Regions from separate parts of the Bos taurus genome. Here region 2 is linked to region 1. A link is a contact called in public Hi-C data. All regions are on one chromosome and are shown on one strand. Each heading gives the region's core, a stretch centred on a gene start, on an enhancer-like site or on the middle of the called end of the contact. The rest is flanking DNA. Distances are from core to core; before and after follow the strand shown. Region 1 holds the start of MB21D2 (Mab-21 domain containing 2). Region 2 overlaps MB21D2 (Mab-21 domain containing 2).

Region 1 (7,711 bases), core at 3,366-5,865:
GAAGGCGATGGGACCCCACTCCAGTACTCTTGCCTGGAAAATCCAATGGATGGACGGAGGAGCCTGGTAAGCTGCAGTCCATGGGGTCGCTAGGAGTCAGACACAACTGAGTGACTTCACTTTCACTTTTCACTTTCATGCATTGGAGAAGGAAATGGCAACCCACCCTAGTATTCTTGCCTGGAGAATCCCAGGAACGAGGGAGCCTGGTGGGCTGCCGTCTATGCGGTCGCACAGAGTCGGACACGACTGAAGCGACTTAGCAGCAGCAGCTGCCTCTAAGTGGGACAGCAGTTTGGAAAGACTGGGAGTTTCTTTGATCTGTTTGATGCTGCACACATAAGTAAAGGAATGACCTGTTTTTTGTTTTTTAGTCCCTAAATCATGTCTGACTCTTTGCCACCCCATGAACTGTAGCCCTCCAGGGGCTCCAGTTCTACCACGGGATTTCCTGGGCAAGAATATTAGAGTGGGTTGCCATTTCCTTCTCCAGGGGATCTTCCCAACTGAGGGATTGAGCCTACATCTCTGCACTGCAGGCAGATTCTTAACCACTGAGCCACCTGGGAAGCCCAAAGGAATGACCTGTCTTAGTGCTTATTTAGATGGTAGTCTCTATTGATCTTTCCTGAGTCATCTGAAACACTCTAGAAACCTGCGCTTTTATTACAAGTCTAAGATACTCTTTGTTGTTGTTGTTAGTGCTCAGTCCTGTCTGACTCTTTGCAAGTCCATTAACTGTTGCCTGCCAGGCCCCTCTGTCCATGGGGTTTCCCAGGTAAGAATACTGGAGTGGGCTGCCATTTCCCTTTCCAGGGGATCTTCCTGACCCAGGCATCAAATCCAAGTCTCCTTCATTGCAGGCAGATTCTTTAACGTCTAAGCCACCAGTGGATCTCCCAAGACACTCTTAAATATCTTCTATGATTATTCTGTTTCTCTTCACCTTCCTCTCCATTTCCATTCCTTCTCTTAGGCCATATAACACACAGGGAAAAATAAAAGGCTACACAAATAGAAGCAGAAATACCTACATTTATAATAACTCAAGTGATTGTTGGGAAACCATAGATAGCTTTTGTTGTTGTATGTGCGTGTCTGACTGACTGCGACACTGTAGACTGTGGCTCGCCGAGCTCCTCTGTCTGTGGAATTTTCCAGGCAAGCATACTGTAGTGGGTCGCCATTTCCTACTCCAGGGGATCTTCCTAACCCAGGGATTGAACCTGTGTCTCTTGCATCTCCTGCACTGGCAGATGGATTCTTTACCATTGCACCAGTGGGAAAGCCCATAGATAGTTTACACTGAGATATTTTATCTTAGCATGCAAATCATCTAAATGTTGACTTCCTGGTCTTTGAGAGATGATATTAATTTGTTCATTCATGCTACTGCTGCTGCTAAGTCGCTTCAGTCGTGTCCGACTCTGTGCGACCGCATAGACGGCAGCCCATGAGGCTCCCCTGTCCCTGGGATTCTCCAGGCAAGAACACTGGAGTGGGTTGTCATTTCCTTCTCCAATGCATGAAAGTGAAAAGTGAAAGTGAAGTTGCTCAGTCGTGTCCGACTCTTCGCGACCCCATGGACTGTGGCCCACCAGGCTCCTCCGTCCGTGAGATTTTCCAGGCAAGAGTGCTGGAGTGGGGTGCCATTGCCTTCTCCGGTTCATTCATTACACACATTAATTAAAGTCATAAGGTGAGCCAAGAAATGTATTAAATGTGGTGTTTAGGAAGGTAAAGAGACAGCACTTACCTTGAGGAGCTCAGTCTACAGGAACTCAGAGGTTTAAGTTTCCCAAAAGACCAGTTCAGGAAATTATGATCTGATCCTCTCCCTGTTTTGCCAGTTGGACAAAGGATGTTTGTATCATCATATTGTAGCTGTATAAGAGCATTTAAAAGGTATTTAGTTAACTGTTCAGGACATTATTCAAATACACAGACTCACTGAAGGTCAATAACTCATAGAATTCTGATCTGGCTGATGGAAAGTGAGCAGATAGTGTTGAAGAACAGAGAGACCATTTGTTGACTTCCTTATTCAAAACATCCAAGACTCATGGCTGAGTCACAAGGCATAATTCCTACTACCTGTTTTATCTCTATGACTGTAAGTATCACAAGGAGGAGCATTGGATCATTCACACTTTGGGAAATTAACAAAGAAAGAGTGTTTTAAATTTTTGCCTGAATTCTTTCAAACTCTATTAGGTTGGAGGTTGTTGCTTGAATGGGTGAACTAGTATCATTCTGATCCATGAAATGATTGTGCCTCAACCAGCTGTCTTACTGACGGCTATCATTGATCCTGAGAGAAGAACTGATAGATAGGAGTGGATCGATTTGTATCGTGGTTCCAACCGCTTACATAGTTTATTCCACTGCACAAATAATGGCAATACTCTCACAGGTGAGAAATCAGGGCAGCACAGCAGACCTGCAAAAGCCAGGGTTTTAAGTAACTCCCTCATCAGCGCACCAGCATTCAGCTGGACATGTATATTCCCTCTTTAATATTAGCTGGGTGAGAAAGTTTGTTTCAAAGAGAAGAAAACCCAAAAAGAAATTAACTGGTTATGCCAAAGTTCTTCATTCAACACCTGATGCAATAAACACTGAGGACCTTTGTGCAGGGACCAATCTGAAGATGAGTAAGATGCAGTCATCCTAGGGAAGTTCATAGTTTGAAACTTGCATTAACAATGATAAAAGTAGGTCAAAATTCATCAGCGGCATATGAAAGTTTCTGAAAGGGTGCAGTGGAGGTTCTAAGGAGAAAGATGTTGCCACCAGCTTGGGGGAGGGTCTTAGGGAAAGCTTACAGAAAAAAGCATAGAAGGAATTGACTCAGTCATTTAATTTGTAAAGAAAAAAAGAAATTACCAATTCACTTAACAAAAACTTTTTTACCCTTCTCCTCCATGGTTTGTTGTTGTCCTTGTTTTGGTTGCTAAAAGTTGTGTCTGACTCTTTTGCAATCCCATGGACTGTAGCCCTGGCCAGGCTCCTCTGTCCATGGGGTTTCCCAGACAAAAATACTGGAGTGGGTTGCCATTTCCTTCTCCAGGGGATCTTCCAGACCCAGGGATTGTAGTAGCTAACATTTAATTCAGCACTTATTGTGTCAGGTATTTCACTAAGTGCTTGGCCCACTTTATTTCATGTAATCTTCAAAACAACCTATGAGATAGGAATTATCACCTCTATTTTATAGGAAAAGACAGAGCCTGAATTAACAGAAGAGTTTGTATTCTTGGCTATGAGAACCCAGGTAAGAAAAAGCTCTTATATCCAGCCTATGGGATAGAGACAAGTTGGATTTTGGAGAACTAGCAAGGAAGATAACCCTTTTCTAAGATCGCAGAGTTGGACACCGCTTAGCAACTGAACAACAACGAGTAGGAGGCCTCCTAATTGTCGGAGTCAAAAAGCTCATAAACGGTAAAAACATCTGAAGGACCTTGGACTTAGGTAGAATCTGCCTTGTTGAGTATGACTCCATCTCAGGAACCTTGTCTTTTGTCTTATCACTGTCCACGGAGATTCTAGCACTCTGCCTGGCAAATAGTAGAAGCTCAAATTTTATCTGTTTGAGAATTTTCACCACGTCATTGAACATTCACTGGAACGTGGGGCAATTAATTATGTTCCCCTTCCTCACGCCTACACTTCGGTTTTCCTATCTTAATATTGGAACGGGCTGAACATCATTAAGACACTATATTAAGTTTAATAAGATGTTATCCAGGAAAATTTGATTACCTAGGGCAAAAGTAGGAATACTATAGTGGCTAATGGGAATGTCTGTACGGGACAGGGAGGACACTCTTTTTTATACGTTTAATCCTAATATTTTTGGCAGTCTGTGCAGAAGAGGGCAGAAGGTTGGTTTTTACATTCCTTAAGGCGGGCTCCTTCACCATCAAAAGGCGCTGGAATTCTTGAGACGGAAACCTTGCATAGGGATGCCCTCGCCCAGGACACCGCCCTTAAAATCAGACAGAGGAAGGCTTCTTTCTCCTTGAAGGCGCTTGGCAATCCCTGCCCCCTAAGGGAGTGGAGGCAAAGAAAGAATACATCTACATCTCTCACGTCTGCCCGACTACAGATTGGCAAGTGGTATGGAGCGCAGACCTCTGTCATTTATTTTCTTTCCACTGGGTGCGCTGTCCCTTTAAATGGGGGACGCTGGCGCTGGCTCCGTAACACCGGAGCCGGCAGCTTGTTGATTTCAGAGCTGGTGAATTTCACATTGTTTCCACTTCACTTTCCTCGCCCGGGGGAGGCTTAGGTTGGCTCCACAACCGCTGTAGTCGGGGCCAGCGAGGGCCAGGGGAGGGCAGGGACCTACTGCATCTGGGCCGGCTTGGGGCCGCAGGAAAGGGTGTCGGGGCCACACACGCACTCTCGCTGCAGTCCAGATCCTCCTGAAGCCCGTACGCCCGGAGCGCACCCAGCCGGGACCGCCCGCCTAGACGCCGGCCCGCCAGCCCGCCCACGGGCCGGGGTCACAGCCAAGGAGCCGACGAGGGGAGGAGGCCCAGGGGGGCTGGGTGGGGGGGCGGGGGTGGGTGCTGCCGCCGCCGCGGAGCTGCTACTCGGCGCGTTTTGTATGAAGATGGCGGCTCCCACCGCCAGCAAGGCAGCCTCCCTGGGCTGTAACAACAAGCCTGCGTTCCCGGAGCTGGATTTCAGGTCGGGAGCTCGGGTGGAGGAATTGAACAAACTCATCCAAGAATTTACGAAGCACGACCAGCGGGAATATGACGACCAGAGAGCACTGGAGATTCACACAGCTAAGGATTTCATCTTTTCCATGCTGGGTAAGGAGGAAAAAGAGAGGGGTGTGTGTGTGAGAGAGTGATGGGAAGCAGGGTAAAGAACCCATTCCCCCTTCTCGTGCGCTCTTTCCTTATTTTCTTCCCGGAGCCAGGTGCCTGGGGTATAACCCATCTCAGTTCTGCCTTTTCCATTCTTTCTCCGCCGCAACCTGAGCCGCCTTCCCTTCCCTCCTAACTATACTTTGCCCCGGGTCCCTTTTCCGCACCGCCCCCGACTACTGACTCTTTTGTTAATTTCTCGCCGACTGGGGGTGGTAGGCAGGTGAAGCGTTGGTGGTGAAACGGCTCACTGTTGAGGGGAAACCTCTGGAAGCCGTGCGGTCCAGATGAGAACCCGCGGCGCCTTCAATGAAGGGATTTGTCTCCGGAGGCACGGACGTGCTCCTTCCCTGCGCCGAGTCTCAGGTCCTGTCTGGAGCTCGGGGAGCGGAGACAGCTTGGGGCTCTGGCTCGGCTCCCGAGCGACAAGTTGCGAGCAGTCTTGCGGCGCGGCGCTGTCACGCCGAGCCCCCGGTGGCCAAACTTGTTGGGTGTTCCCTAGTAACCCGCTCGAGTAGGCTGGGCGCCCGGAGTTCCTGCAACTTTGATTTGCAAATAGATTTCCCATTGAAGCGGTTCAAAGCATTTCCGGTGCTTCTCCAGGGTTCTTGCTAAGCTTGGAATTCCTAATTCCCAGCTCGAAAATGACCGCGCTTAGACCTCTGACCCCGAGGATCGCCAGCCCCTTGCTCTTTGTTTTCTGTCTGTTCGCTGGCCGAGAGAGGTGTCCTGGGTTTCGAACCTCGGCGACGTTTGGATTAGAATAAAGCTCCTCTCCCATCCCCCAGCCTGGCACCTACAGGTCCTTAACAGATTGTTGAATGTTGTGTATAGGAAAATAATTGAGCCGGGCAGGGCGATCGAATAACCCCCTAGTATCCTGTAGTTCGGGGTATTGCTGTGAGAGCCCGCTGGTGGGAGCCTCCCACGTAGCTTGCGGCTCACCGAGGCAACTCTGGCTGCTATGCAGTACGTGGCCTGGGGGTTAACACTCCACCGAACTGGGACTCCAGTGTAGCGCTGCCTGCCTCGTGTCTCTGTGAGCTAGACAAACACATTCTTGGGCAGTTTACCAGGTAGTGGAAAATTTCATTGAAAAGGTCTTTGACTGCAGAGGAAGACTTGAGTTTTTCCCTTCGTCCTGCCATCTATTGGATTTCATCCGGCTGCCTCCTCTCGTTGCTAGTTCTATCAGAGTGTACCTTCCGTCTCGGTTTGCGTCCTCCCCACAGCCCAAGAAGTGGGTAATACAAGTTGAACGTGTGGCCGCGGAGGGTAGTAACGTTTTGGGAAGTTGTATGAAGCACATTAAAACTTGGGGCTGGATTTTACCTTTTGCTCCATTCTCCCCAAGTGTTCCTAGATTGTGTATGAGGTTGGAAAGCACTCTGTTGAGATATTCGACGATTCAGCTAGTATTTAGACAAATGTGGGGTGTGTATATGTGTGTGCGTGTGTTTAAATTACTCCCTAATCTTCTGGTGGGATGGGATTCCAGAGGGAAACTTTACAAGCTTACAAAGCTTTCAGATCTGAAAACCAGCACGGTGCTTGTCAGAAGGGTGAGGATACACAGAGAATGCTCAGGGCAGTTATTTAAGTTGTTTAATCATTGCCTCTCTCTTCAGCGTGTCTAATGGAAATTGCCCGTTGTGTTTTTACAGCCCCCAAATCAATTCCGATGTCTCCTGCTCTAGGTCATTCACTAGGAAAAGGTGCTTGGTCACCATCAGTCAGGGATACTCAAGGAGCAGAAAAGGGGAGGCTATGGGAAGGGGTTAAGTTTAAACGCCCAGCTCATTAGGAACTTCTGTGTTAACCCCACAGCTGATACACTGATTTCACAAATTTACCCAGATATGAATGGCAAATGAATTATTGCTTAATTCATTTTGTGTTGAATGTCATGAGTGTGTTGACAGGTAAACGAAATTCCCTTTTATTCCTTTTTACCCACTTGATCTTGCAAGAGCGGTCTTTTTCGCCCCCTGGGAATCTGATGTTTCCACCTGCAGGAGAGAAAAATTCAGGAGAATATCATTTAAGCCTCTTACCCCTCTGGACACTAGAAGGCAGATGGCGAAATGAGCCTGCCTGTGTGCGGTGCTGCATTCATTTGTGTGTTGCTTGCTTTCCTTTAATGAGGTGCTGGCTGCTCTAGACAAGTGAAGGTTTGGCGACAGCAAGGGTCCCCGTGTGGATTTACTTTTTCTAAAGCGGATTTTCGCTGGGCTTAAAAAAACAAAATCTCTTTTTGTGCACTTTGTTTCACTTGCCACAGCTCAGAGTCTTTAATGAATATGCGAATGAGGTGTCTTAATAACCCTCAGCTTGTTAAGGTGTTACAGGGGTGGGACCAGGCCCTTATTTCTGTGAGTTGGGGTGAGGGGAGATGTGGGGTTGCGTCCTCCTGGCTTTGTTCTGCCTCTGTTGGAGCAGCACCTGAGGATTGTCAGCAGCTTAAAAACATGATCCCCTCACACAGAATGAAATGACAGGGGAATTTGGTGCAAACCTCTTTAATGGAACTGTGGATAACACTACCTCTCTTTTTAGGCTATTGGCAGGAGCCAGCCACTCTCTGTTTGAGACTTTTAGCCTGGAATAAGCACCCCCAGCTTCCAAGATCCTTTTTGTTTTATCTAGATTGGAGCTAACTTTATGCAGAAGAGCAAAGTGGTGATATAGACTGTTGTCATAAACAGTGACCTGTCAGTACCAGGAAACTCCACTGCCCTACCAAAGTGGAGGTCTGCATATGCTATGGAATAGGTCTGAGCCCACTACTGGGCACACAGTGGCTTTGTGGTCTGTCCTAACATTCTCTG
Region 2 (7,711 bases), core at 2,355-4,854, 88 kb after region 1:
AATGTGTTAGACTGTAAGCTCAACAAGAGAGGACCTGTGTTTCCTTTGTTCGTTTCTCACTATGTGTGTATGTGGCTCTCTGTGTATATGTTTAACACACATGTATATACTGTATAAATAAGGAGAGGTATGAATGCAGCAACCTAATATGTGGAGAGGGAACTCTGTGACCCTTTTAAATCTTATCCGGAAAACATGGTGAGGTCTCTGCAGTGAAAAACAGAACACTCCTTTTTCACATTTCTAATTGTTGTTGGGAACCTTTGGAAGGAGGTCCAGTTTATCACCTCCCATTTCTTTATCAGCCATGCCAGTTTATAACTTTCGAAGGTAAACATTGCTATTTACTGGACACTTACTGTGTGTTGAGCACATATCATAACATCACTTAATCTTCCAACAACCTTCATGGAAGGTAATGATCACCAGAGGAAGTCAAGCCTGTGGGAGGTGAAAGCCTTTACCTTACACAGCCCGCAGGTGTGTTTTGCAGTTTTGCAAGCCTTTCTAGACTGATTTTTGCAGTTTTGTTTCCAGTTTTGCAGGCCTTTCTAGACTGATTTCAGCCTAAAGCAAGTGTTCAGTGTTCACTGTCACAGAACAAGATGTCTAGAGAAGGGAGAAGAGAATGACAGCACTGCCAAAGCTGGAAAGGGCTCCCAGCATCGAGTCCATGCACTTAACTTCGCATCTGTCCTTGGTGCTGTGAAGGCAACCGAGATTCATTTCATGGGACCTCTGCTCCAAAAGACTCAATGCATTCATGGGACATTGACAGGCATCACAGTCATTATCTGAGGCTACCCATTAAATAGCAACCAGTCCATATATGGCTGGTGCAAATGCAGAATGGCACAGCCACTGGGAAAACAGTGAGACACAGTATTAGAAAGTTAAACACACACGCCCCACACTTAACAAATGGCTCAGCTATCATACTCCCATTAAGCAGGTATTTATCTAAGAGAAATGGAATTTATTTTCACACAAAGGCCTACAGTTTTATTCACAGTAGCAAAAAAGTAGACACACCCAAACTGAGCATCAAACTGGTGAGTAGATGGACAAAGTGTATCACATCCATACAGGGAAATACTGCTCAACAATAAGAAGTCAGCTATTGATTTGATGAGTTCAACAGCATGAATGAATATTCCATGCTATTAATAAGTGAAAGAACCTAGCCATAGAAGGCTCCATACTTTTTCACCTGTGTGCTTTTCAGAAAATGATAAAACTATAGGGATAGAAAGCAGATCAGAGATTGCCTGGGGCTTGGGAAGGGGACTGACTGCAAAAGGACAAGAGGACATTTTGGGGGATGATGGAAATCTTTCTGTGTCTTAATTGTGGCTCTAGTTATAAAACTGTACTTCTGTCAGGCTCATCAAACTGTATCTTTCAAAGGGGTGGATTTGATTGTATATAAGTCTTACCTCAGTAGATAGGACTTTAAAAAATACATCAGCTGGTCCGAAGTCCCCATTTTCCAGATGGGGAAGCAGGCCCCAGATGAGGGAGTGAATTGCTATAGTGGTTGTGAGTTGGCAATACAGGTTTCTCAGCCCCAGTCCTCAGGCAAAAATATGCTGGAACCCTGGCCTCCTGTCTCAGTCCAGGGTGCATTCCAGGGAGAACTAAATGTTGATCCTCAACTCTGAAGACAACTCCATGGGTGGCTTTTTAAAACTCACACTCTATTGTGCTGCTCAGCAGACTGTTGACCTGCAGTTTGGCTGGAGGACTCCTCATTAGAGAGTGAATTAGCATTCGGCCAAAACCAAAGCACAGAAAGCTCCAATGACGAACTTCTATGTACATATTCCATTGACTGTTGGGAAGAAAAGCCTCAGTGTAGGACCATTAATTTATTTGGAAGGGTGCCTGGCAGGACTTTGTCGTCCAGTCTAGAAAGAACAAATCATCCCAGAGATTCACACCAACATCTTGTTGTAGAAAGCTGGTGAGATTTGGAGTGAGCCAGTCCTGGTTTGAGTACCCAAATCTCTTCCTAACTTCATGCCCTTGAGTTACTACTTCTCTGTCTACAAAACAGTGATCCTAGTACCTACCTCTCAGGGTTTCTGCACAGTGTAGGTAGGAGATTGGGAACTAAAGTACCTTGCCCAGCTGTGATAGGCTTCAGTGTGGCAGCCGTGGGTTTGTGTGTGACACACATTAACAGTCATGACACCCGTTGTGGAAATGATCAAACCCGGGGTATTGCTGTGTCAGCCATTGTACCGCCTGGCCAGAACCACTGGGCTATGTGTAGACTTCAGTAAACCTTGTGGACCTGAATCCAGCCCTATTTATAAAATAATTGATGGCAGCATTTGGAAGGGAGTGGAATTTTGCTTCTTAATTTGAGAGAAAGCCGCCTTACTTGAACTTTTTTGCTTTTTAAGAAGGGACGGGAAAGGACTGGAAACAATGGGCCCTGAATCAGCGCCAAACTCCCAGTTGGAGGGAAGATATTTTTTCCCAGTCTTATCATCACTTATCATCACTATTATCCAGGAAAAAAAGAAAATACACCAACAACAGAAAAGACCCTGAACTGTTTAGGGCCCAGTGAGACTCTCCTTCCTGGGCTTCCCAGGTAGCACAGTGGTAAAGAATCTGCCTGTCAATGCAGGAAATGCAAAAGACGTGGGTTCAACCCCTGAGTCAGAAAGATCCCCTGGAGTAGGAAATGGCACCCCACTCCAGGATTCTTGCCCGGGACATCCCATGGACACAGGGACCCGGCAGTCTACAGTCCATGGGGTCACAAAGAGTCGGACACGGCCGAGTGAGCAGACTCTCCCTTCTACCCCTCAGCAGGGCGGATCTTTGGGGATGTTCCCAAATCCTTTTGCCTTCTGAGATTTGAGATTCTGGTTTAACACTAACAGAAATAAGGTCAACGAGGCTTAGGGTTGATTTTATTAAACTTTACTTGTTTTTCCTCTTTTGCAGTTGTAATAATATACCAAGTGTTTCTCATCTTCACTTAAACATCTCATTCAGTCACACAGCCAGATTTACGAAACACCGACTGGTTTTAATAGCCCAAGACAGCTAGCAAAACACCAACTGGCAAGCTTACCAATAGTGCTGGTTTCTATACTAGTAGTCAAGTGGTAGTCAAAGTCACTCAGTCGTGTCCGACTCTTGCTACCCTAGGTATGTTTAAGTCCCTTCCATTATATACTTCATGTGTGTGGACTGAATTTTCCTTTCGTAACCATTGTCTTCCAGTATGAAGTGGTCGATTACAGATTCTAGTACATTCTGTCAAGCACCATAAGACAATGGTTTAGGTGCCAGAGATTTCTCTGCGGCTTAGGGCAGAATTATCCTCTTAGGTAGTTAGGAGCCTGAGGACTAGAAAAACTGACGTCAAGGCTAGTGGTCGAAGTGGAACAGTCTCCTAACACCAGCTGAGAGCTGTTTCCACTAGCCCACACCATGCTCCCTTTGTGTAGATTATTTAATAAATTCATTTCACAACCCGTAAAGCACAGTAGGAAACAATGCAATTACTGAACCATAGGAGCACAGCTGCCAGCATCTTGTTGATTCAGAATTGTCCAAACACTTCCATGTGGGGGCGGGAACCAGCAATTTGCTGGTTCAACAGTTGACATTGATAAATTGGAGTTTCATTTCCTCAGCCTTCTGTTGGAGGTGCTAATGAGCATTGAAAAGCTGGAGAAACACAGGCACTAGAGGAAGGGAGAATCTTGCCTGATCTACATACTAAGTAATTGAGCCTGAATGAGGGAGACTTGACACTGCCAGGTAATAAATGGACACTTTTGAATGCACTGATGAGAAGCCAAATAAAATTAGTGCTGTGAACATTTTGATTATTTAAATTCTGCTTGCAGATTGTGTGGGCTGGTATCTTGGTTTATTAGATTGTTTACTTCTCCTAATATTTTTTCACATGTTTTCTGAAATATTCACTTGTATTTCATGCAGTATTATGCCAGGATTACTTGGCTTCTGGAAAATGAGGGGGTTGGGCCAGATGATCTCTGAGGTCTCTTCTACGCTGTGTTTTTACTTGCCTGGCAAGAGAATTTGTCTAAAATGAATTGCATTCCCCCCACACACATTCATCCAAGCCTCTGTTCCCCCCATTCATTGTTTCCATTCATTCAATAGGCAGTTGGATGTTCGCTCTGGCCAGTTACTGTGCTGGGCACTAGAAATAAAGAAGGGAATGGGCCAGAACACCACCAGCCCCCTACCCTTAGGAGCTGACATTCTAATTGGGAGCTGGATAAGTAAGCAGAGTGTATTCAGGGATAAGCTTGGGGCAGCACATGGTAGTAACTAGAGGGAATCAAGGAAGGCTGCTCAGAGGATGTAATATTTTAAGTTGCTCCTTGAAACAAGGTGAAGATTGGGAGGAAGAATGTTTGGATGGACTTTCCTCTGTGTACCTCCCAGGGCTTTCTGCCCTGAAAGTTATTAGGCTATCTGCGAGATGTCCTTCTAGTAGAAATATCTTTGTTATGCTTTAACATAGGAGTCAGTGATTACTTCCGTGACTGTTACACTTTCTCAACCTTTTAAATTCTGGTTTCCCAGGTGATTTAGTGATTAAGAACCTACCAATGCAGGAGACCCAGGTTTGGTACCTGGGTCAGGAAGATCCCCTGGAGGAGGGCATGGCCACCCACTCCACTCTTCTTACTGGCATAATCCTATGGACAGAGGAGCCTGGCAGGCTATATAGTCCATGAGGTTGCAGAGAGTCAGATGCAACTGAGCATCTTTTAATGTTACTTTCCTTTAAAAGCAGAAATGGATTTTAATAAAATGGGTTGGCAAAAGTATTGAACTTTTGAAATTAACCTTTTATGTACAGATATGTGAATCTTGAAGTCCAAACCAGCCATGGGTAACCTTTTTCTGTCCCTTCAACTCTCAGCCAGAAGAGTACTCTTTATCTTGGAGAGATGCATTTTGTTAAGCTGTGATTATACCCACTTAGGAATCCTCCAGCTACAAGTCATTTTAGAGATTATCAGACATTTATTATCAGACTCAATGTTTTTAAAGCAGATTGGGATTCATTTTTGTATGGCATTAATTAAAATTAAACCTTTTCTAAACAATTTCTTTGCAGGTAATCTTGATTTTTTTTTTTTTAAATTGAATGTGTCTGGTTACATCTGCCTATAAGTAGAGAACTCAGGATATTCAGTGTGAAAGTAATGTTTTAAAAATGCCAGTTTAACTTTTGAATACTAGAGTGGCTTCTAAGTGTATCAAAAGTGACTTTTATCATATTGTAACCTTCTATCATATCTGTTTAGGAGAAACTAGAGAAACTGCATGCTAACTGATTATTGGTATTAGTGCAATGATTAGGCTGTCCTGTAAAGGATTTAGGCTTGTGCATTTATAGCCCTTCTCAGCACTTCTGTGTGGTCGAACTTGACTCTTATACCAGCATGTCAGTGCTGGTCTAAGAAATAGGAGACCTTGATCTGGTTGAAGCGCTGACACTCACTAGCTTTGTGGATTTTAACCATAGGCAGCATAGCTTTGGCTTTCTCATCTCTTAAGTGTTGTCATCTGGAAAATGAAGTGGTGAGACTAGACGCTCTAAGGACCCTGGAACTTTTGTGATGGATGAACGTGAGTAATGAATGCTTCCTTCTCGTTTGCACACAGAGAAGCAAAACCATGAAAGATAAAATGGTCTGCCAGTGGCTGCAGGGAGTATCACCAGCTCGATGAGAATAGGTCAGGCTCTCTCCTTTTCTGGTCCTCTTCATCCTTTTGGATCTCATGCTCCCTCCTGGTTACTTGATATTGGACTTTACACTTAACAAAACCAGTGATTTACATTTGCTCTTGTGTCTGTTGAATAACTTCTAGGTAGATGTTTAAAAAGCACAGAAGTAATAAAGTTAGTTGGCAAGATCTAGTTTTAATAATGAATTCTGTCTCATCATGCCTATAAAAATTGGGGCCTGAAATGAACTAATATTACTTTTTTTATTGCATCTTATTTTGAGGAGAAATGGATAATTAAAGTGAAACAGTAGGAGTCACTCTCCAGGGTTCACAGGCTCTCCTCTTCAACCACATTCAGAAACAACTTCTGTAGGAGTGAAGAATCTAAGCAGATTCCCTCACTCCCCATTTTCCTTTGCGTTGATTCTATTAAGTTTGCTTGTGCTCATGTAATTAGCTTCTATATAACTTACTGGGAATAATGTCTCTTGGTAGCCTCACATTTAGGAATATGATGAATCTGTTTGTTTGCAATCAGATCACATATTTCCTTCTGAAAAAAAAACAAAAAAAAACAATGCTTTGGTTGACCGGTGCCATTTTAACTCAGTCATCAGCTGAGCCCTAAAACTTGTCTTCCTTGCCTGAGCTGTGGGTAGGAGTTAGTGTAGGAGGAAGGAAGAGGAGCAGTTTTGAAACTGGTGCATCATTTCCTCGACCTGGCCTTGGGAGGTCTCAGGGCCTTTCAGCACAAACCACAGTATATACTCTGATTCAGATCTCCCGTTCCAGCCAGGCAGGTGGTCTCCACTGCCTGGGAATGTCTCACTTCTATTGAACACTTTTATATATTAAGGAAGAAATGGTAATTAGCACCTTAATGTCCAAGAAGCAATTTCCATGTTCTCTTTTTAATTGTGAAAATGAACTTAATGGGTAGAATTTCAGGAAAGAGGAGAGGGAAAAGAGAAAATCCAGGCCTGAATATCTGTCTCTAGTTTCAGTTCTCCCGGGCTGCCCCTAGACTCCCCAGCTTCTTTCATTTCTGTACCCCCTTGTGTTTGAAAACCTTAGTTCCCTTGTCATATCCCTGGAGTTGTGAGAAGGAGCTTAAGAAAAGGGGGAAATGGGATATGGTTAGTTGTTCCCACTGACATGTATGAGATGTTTGTAAGTCAGCTGTCTTCCTCTTTTTACAAAATATTTATTATATATATGAATTTGGTGGCACCACTTAGCATGCAGGGATCCCATGCCCCCTGACAAGGAATGAACCTATGCCCCGTGCCTCAGTGGAAGCACAGAGTTCTAACTGCTGGACTGCCAGAGAATTCCCAGGTCAACTCTCTTCTGAATCAGACACCTGGGTTCAAAGATCAGATCCACAGACCATGTGACCTTGGGCAATTATTTAACCTCACAAGTTTCCATTTCTTCATAACCACTCAGTGGCAGCATAAAAATGAATGATAATACATTAAGAATCCTTGGCTCAAAGTAGATGCTCACTAAATGAGCTCTGTTATTAAAAGGCCAGGAGTGGTTGGATGCAGGCATTAGCAGTATCTTGAAGACCGCAGCATCAAGGAGAGTTTTCACATCAGTGACGGGGACGTTGTTATTTGAAGGGGGCATCATGGCACACTCCTCAGTGTGTGTGTGTTTTAAGTAGATTTCTGGGAATGGAGAACAGGTGGCAAGGCTGCAGCATAGGTACCCCAGGGGTGTTACCTGCAGGCGTGCGCGGTTGAGGCCAGCTGAGCTGCCCCACAGAGGAAGAGGATGGGCCTTTGCAGGCAGGAGGGCAGGATGCTGGGGAAGCTTTCAGAGCCCGGTTGAGCAGCCACCAAGGCCTGCGTGCTTTCATCTGCAGTCACTTGCCATCTGTCTGAGGCGAGAATCAATATCAGGGGAAGGTGACAAATCAGTCATTGCCCTGAGACTGGCTGTAAATCCGGCACCCATTCTT

What was found. A called contact is a pair of places that touch in the nucleus more often than the background predicts.
Region 2: a contact with region 1 is called in a Hi-C map of liver, with 2.2 times the contacts expected there. The contact joins the enhancer-like site here to the promoter of MB21D2 in region 1. A contact is called at or near these places in 2 of 11 Hi-C or Micro-C datasets (liver and skeletal muscle).

What each region holds. Positions count from the first base shown.
Region 1 is chr1:74,484,409-74,492,119 of ARS-UCD2.0, forward strand. It overlaps MB21D2 (Mab-21 domain containing 2), which reads left to right and starts at 4,616. Exons shown (of 2, transcript NM_001205856.1): 1 at 4,616-4,826. The coding sequence starts at 4,616. LOC104970906 (a long non-coding RNA gene) reads right to left here and starts at 4,121. Exons shown (of 3, transcript XR_009495076.1): 1 at 1,757-4,121.
Region 2 is chr1:74,573,652-74,581,362 of ARS-UCD2.0, forward strand. The region is part of intron 1 of MB21D2 (Mab-21 domain containing 2); the gene reads left to right. Among named protein-coding and RNA genes, the nearest start is that of MB21D2, 88 kb to the left of the region's middle. Within about 2 kb of position 3,605, at least 14 of the 102 cell types and tissues checked have an H3K27ac peak or open chromatin away from gene starts, as enhancers often do. A contact at or near this core is called in liver, where this site is marked.